Linked DNA regions of Mus musculus: region 2 is linked to region 1. Evidence: chromatin contacts called from public Hi-C data. All regions are on one chromosome and are shown on one strand. The core of a region is the stretch at or near the end of the contact, and the rest is flanking DNA. Distances in the headings are between cores, read along the strand shown.

What was found. A called contact is a pair of places that touch in the nucleus more often than the background predicts.
Region 2: a Hi-C map of liver shows a contact between it and region 1, with 2.3 times the contacts expected there. The contact joins two enhancer-like sites. A contact is called at or near these places in 1 of 15 datasets of contacts at CTCF or cohesin (the NIH/3T3 cell line), 2 of 484 Hi-C or Micro-C datasets (bone marrow-derived macrophages and liver), 2 of 115 datasets of contacts at active chromatin or transcription factors (both in embryonic stem cells) and 2 of 9 other capture datasets (adipose tissue and embryonic stem cells).

What each region holds. Positions count from the first base shown.
Region 1 is chr17:45,699,639-45,702,646 of GRCm38.p6, forward strand. No RefSeq gene overlaps it. Among named protein-coding and RNA genes, the nearest start is that of Mrpl14, 15 kb to the left of the region's middle. Within about 2 kb of position 1,428, at least 26 of the 459 cell types and tissues checked have an H3K27ac peak or open chromatin away from gene starts, as enhancers often do. A contact at or near this core is called in liver, where this site is marked.
Region 2 is chr17:45,995,728-45,998,564 of GRCm38.p6, forward strand. No RefSeq gene overlaps it. Among named protein-coding and RNA genes, the nearest start is that of Vegfa, 35 kb to the right of the region's middle. Within about 2 kb of position 1,479, at least 23 of the 459 cell types and tissues checked have an H3K27ac peak or open chromatin away from gene starts, as enhancers often do. A contact at or near this core is called in liver, where this site is marked.

The DNA.
Region 1 (3,008 bases), core at 178-2,677:
TTTGGGACCACTTGAGATCCTGCTACACCAAGTCAGGAGGGGAGTTGACCTCCATTTACTCCTGGCTGCAAGGCCCAGGGAAGGAGGCTTATCTTACCCAAAGGCATTAGGATGCAGGTGATGGGTACTTAGGGAAGAGGAGGGGAGGTGGGTTGGCTTTAACTTGAGGGTTTGAAGAGGACAGACTGCAGTACTGCAAGATGCCACCACGGACTTGGCACACTCAGACGGCAGTGCTTGAAGAAATGGGATTGGCAGGAGGCTAATATGGAGGAGGCCAAAGAGGAGTCTGGGGTTCCTGGACTCAGCCATGCAGAACTTGGGAGCTTGGGGTGCTCTTGGCCTGAGGACCTGAGAGAAAGGGTGGTAGGTGGGTAAGTAGCTGCTGTTCCTCTGAGGCGCTAGACAGGTCGTTGTATATAGTATTAAGTTAGAGCAGCAGTGTGCTGTGGAGAGACCCAGGTATGTGCATATTCTTAGTGCTTCTCACAGTCCTTGGGTACTTTAAGTACTGGTCCCATTGCCACTGAGAACAGTTTCAGAGGCTATGTGGGAAACCTGGGTCTCAGGCCAGGTTTCTGTCTTTCTCCCTAGCATCCCCATCTGTCATTTTACTGTTACTGGAGCCTCTTTCTTGACTCCTATCAGCTGTGATCCTACAGGCTGCCATTTTGATTATCCAGGCCTCAGGGCAGACCTTGGAGGGCGGAGGTGGGAGCTACCAGCCTGAATACTAGGAGGTGGAGACTTAGCTTATGTCTTCAGTGCACGCGGGTCCAGCTCCCAGGTCCCCCCTGGCTGAGTTTGCTTCAAGGGATCCTGGGTATTTGGGGAACATAGCTGCGTTCCCCCCGTACTGTGGCCCTCTGCAAGGCCTGGTGCAGTGTGGCTGCTGTAGTGGGCTCTGGGGATGGACTAGCTGTAGCAGAGCTCTCACGGACACATGGCTGATTTGCTGGCTGGCGTGTTTACAGGTTTGGTGCTGGGGCTTAGTGGACTCTTAATTCCCTGCTGTCTCTGCAGCTTCAGGAAGGTGGACTGGCGGGGGGGGGGGGGGGGGGAATGGGGGGGTGGATGAGGCCTCTGTCTTGGGGCAAAGGAAAGCAGCGATTGTCCTCAGCCTGACACAACCTGCTTTCCCCTGGACCTTTGCCCTTCACGGGGCAGCTTGATGCGAGCTACCTCGCAGCTCTGGCCGTTTGGTTAGCGGGGGTTGGGCCCTCCCCTCCTCTCCCTCTGCCCTGCTGTGTGTTTTCAGGGTGCTGGCTGCTCTGCTGTGCCCCCTCAACCCCCTCCCCTGCCTCCCGGCTGCTGAAGCTCACCACTGTCCTCTGAGTGACTCTTATCCGTGTTGTCCCCTCTGGTCTCTTATGGACTTAAGCGCTCCTCCCAAGGTGTTCTGTGCTGACCACTAGAAGCCTGTGGTTTCAACACAGGCTAGTGCCTGTGACGCAGGGCCCTGGAGCACACTGCCCAGAATAGCCCCGGCCTGGTTGCCCTTCCAGCCGTCCTATCACTTTGCAAAGGGAGATCTAATTTGTAGCTTACCCCCAACCCCCACCATGCCCACAGCCGGTACTTTCTTTGCCCATGAAATATTTATAATCACAGATTATGTTTCCTTGGGAGTGTAAGCTTGCTTTTGTTTGTTCCCCTTCTGTGCCCTTAAGAAAGCCACCCCTGTCGGGTTGTAGGCCTCACTCGTCTTCCAGAGTTACCAGGGACTTCCTTGCACTGTCTTTGCTGGTGTCCTGCCCACCCACGGTGTGACTCTGCCACATTGCTACAGAAGGACTGCGGGTGGGAAAGGTTCCTAGCTCAGCATCTGCAGTTGGGAACCGGTCACTGGCTCGCTGTGTGTCTCTCGGCAAGCCACAGGCTCAGGCTGAAGGGGAGACACAGCTCATCCTTGGATGGCCTGGTACTCAGGGCGTCTGGTTAACGGCTTCACTTTGCAGAACCAGGCTGACACTAACTATAAGCGTCCTTGTCCCATCCACTCAGAAGGATGTGTGCATGGCTACAGATAGGGACCTGGCCAAAGCATCCCTAGAGGCTGTCTGTCTCTGGCAGGAGCGTCAGATGGTCTTTTCTGACATCCCCAATGCCATCAGCCCTGCCTCCAGCATGGTCTTGGCTTTCTTCACCTCCTATGTTCCTTCGTGGTCCTTGTTTAGAGAACCCTAGAGTGTCTCCTGCTGTAGTGCAAGCTGGCTTTGGAGCTTTCTGTGTAGACCGGGCTGACCTCGTTCATACTTGCACACCTGCCTCGGCCTCCCGCATACTGGGGTTATGGCTATGTGGCACGTGGTGCTAGGCCTGGCGCAGGCTGAGAAAAGATGGAAATTGCATTACTCTGGAGTCCAGTGCACAGCTGGAGTGATACTCGCATCCGTACGTCTGTGCATCCCATCTGTACATCCATCCCACAGCCTCTTTCCTTTCCCTAACTCTGTAATTCGCTCTTCAACCAAGAAAGAACTGGTGTTCTGTTTCCTTCTCTCCCACCCGTTTGGCTGTGGACCATTGGTTCGTTCTCAGCCTTTGCGACGTATTTTTGCTAAACGGTTTTACCAAATTTGAGTCGCTTCCTCTGCCTTTCCTGCAGATGAAAGGGATTATGGGCTTGCTTCACCCGTTCAGGGTTGTGATGACCTCTTGCCATTTGCTTGACAGTCTGACAGGCCGTCTGTCTTCTTGGATGGCTTTTTGAAGAGGAAACACTGACTTTGAGAATTTGAAAAGAGCTCTTGCATAATTGGGATACCCTCGGGTATTATGAAACCTGGAGTGGCCAAGTGCTTGAGGCCCAATATTTACATGCCAAACAGAGGGAGGCAACCCTTGCTCACCCAGGAAGGAGGGGCCAGATGGCCGTTTGTTACCTGGGCCCTGCCCATTCCACCTGCCAGATTCCTATTGATTTTACCTTGCTTTCCCAGAGCTGCTTGGCCTAGGAAGCCAAGGCTGGCCCTTCTCTCCCAGATGCTAGCCTTAGCACTGGCTGC
Region 2 (2,837 bases), core at 229-2,728, 300 kb after region 1:
TTGAACACAACCATCTGAAATCATCTGAGAGGATCAGTAAAGAAATCAAGATCATATCAACAAAACAATGGGAATGCAGATATGTAGACAGTAGGGAAGACGTTTTCTCAAGGGGATTCCCAGAGGAGGAGAGCTCTCAACCATAGAACCCAGAATACCACTCCCACCTATCCATTTATTCACTCAAATATTTACCTAACCATCATCCATCATCATCAACCCATCCAACTACCTACCAGTCTGCCCAGCTACCCAGCTACTCATCCTCCCAACCTTCCATCTTTCTGGCCATCTTCCTAGCCACCCATCTACCCCTCCATCCAACCATCTACCTACACCTATCCATTCATCCTTTCATCTGTCCAACTACCCATCATCCATTCATCTATCCATTCATCTACCGGCCCACCAACCATCAATCCATCTATCCTCACTCATCTATCTGTCCAACAATTCAAACACCCATGAATCTACCCGCAAATCCATCCATCATACCACTTACCCAACCATTCATCTATCCTTCCAAACACCCAGCCATTCATATATCTGCTCATCTACTGACCTATTTAACCATCAGTCCAGCCATCCCTCTATCTATCTATTCATCCATTCATCTACCACCCATCCAATCTGCCACTCAACAGATTCACTTTTCGTCTTTCCACCAACCAACCCATCCAGCCATGCATACATCCACCCATCTACCCACTCACACAACTCATTTACCCTTCCAACCAACCAACCAACCAATCTTCACCTACCTATCTATTCACCCATCAATCCAAACACCCATCTGTCCATATCTACCTACTCATCCAACCATCCATCACCACCTGCTCATCCCACTAACCCAGAGAGCCATTCATGTATGTATCCACAAACACGCACCCACCCCTCTACTTATTTATTTGCACCCAACCACCCACCTATCTATGATCCATCCATTCCTCCATCCAGTGAAACAAACATTATGAAAAGACAGGCCCTGAGAATATGTTGGCAAATGAACACCATCTTTCTCTCAGCGTCCCTTGGGCTTTACTGGATAGCCAGCATCTAAGCTCAGGTGGCCATGCAATCTGAGATAATACCTGAAAACTATATCTCACCAGTCAGAAATAGTAATGAGGAATGCCTCAAGATGGTCAGTCTTACAGGATCTGCCCCAACCCAAACACACCCCAAAATCTGCCAGCATCGCTTCTCCCGGAACAACAAGTGCTGGGGATGCGGAGGGAGGGAGGAAGGAGCTTGCGTGAAGCAGAAGACACCTGGAAGGTAGACAAGGTTAATGGTGACCTGTTGTTTTTCTAGGCTCTTAGTGACCTCACCTTTGACCAACAATTTCCTGGCACTCACTCAGTCTGCCAAAGGGGAAGGGGGTTGGCGGCGGCGGCAAAGAGACTCCAAGAGGAAGGTAAACAGCAGGTGAGGCCAAAGGTGGCCTTAGAAGACAAGGGGCACATTCCAAAAAGTCTCCCAGGCCTGAGGCCTGCAGTAAAGCCCAAAGTCCAGTGGAGAACACACACCTGCACTGCAGTCGTAGACAGTGCTATAAATACTCCGTTGTTCAGGGATTACCCACCCAGAGGATGCCTTCCCCTTGGAGAATGTCTCTCCCTCCCCCAACCCCCATCCCTTCCCCAGTTCTCACTCCAGCAACCCCAAGAGCCCCTAGTGCAGCAGGTCTGTGAGCAGCTGAGGAGTCTGACATGGACACCATCGTTTCTCTCAGCACCCACAGCCTGCTTTAGAGTCAGCACAACCTACTGACAGGAGCCACCTCGGCACCCCTCATAGGGAGGAAGAGTGGAGGCGGCAGCCAGCCTCGGTGGGTTGTCATCCTGCTGGACTCTTCAAAGGGAAGGCCTGGGATCCCTCAGCCAACAGTGTGCCTCTGCTCTCCCTGCTGCACACGGGCATCACGGCCTGCGGAGTCACCATAGAACAGAGGTGCACAGGCCTACCAAATGGCCGTAACATTCACGTCGTAAAGGCAGCCAGATCTTCCTGCAGGTCACCCCCCCTCCTTGTAAGGGATGAAGACCCACAGGGACATGAAAACACGGAGAACTGGGGCCTGTCTCTGCTCACCCTCATCTCTTTGATTACTCTTCTTATGGGGTCAGCCTAGCCTGCTACATATGAGCTCTTCAGTATTGGGGGACACACATCCCTTAGGGATCCCATGAAAACTAAAGACATCATCCCCAAAAAATATGTTCATTCGTATACTGATGAGACCACAGACGGTCTCAGGGCTCTGTGTGTTCCAGGCCAAACAGCTGAAAGAGAGAGACAGAGAGAGAGAGAGAGAGAGAGAGAGAGAGAGAGAGAGAGAGAGAGAGAGAGTTGTCGCAATCATTCAGTTATGCTTCTAGGGTATTATAGACTGAACTTCCAAACCTAACCTTACCCAGAATCTTCCAGAGCCCTCTCCCCGAGGCTCTAGAAGAAATAAGCAGGTGACCTGAACCTTCCTGGAAAAGTCCTTTTTGCTACTTGCCCCTCCCCCACCCACCCCCAGCCTTTCTCCTCCTTCTCAACTGCTGCCCACAGCTGGGTCCGGAGCTGGTCTTTGAAAGTCAAACAGAATCGTAGAGAGCATCTGTACATCTCTTTATCTTTTCTGACAAGAACCGTAAATGGAGTTAGGTATGCTGACTTGCTTAAAGTCTCTGAGATAATCAGAACAGCAGCCAGGTGGCCTGTCCTGACTCCATCCCAGGAAGTGTGCAATTGGCCTACTGTGCATCCCTGCAGTGCCTCACTAGGGAGAGAAGGGGCCACCAGGGCTAAGTGAGCTTTAATTACATTGGCCGAGCATGCCGAATAGC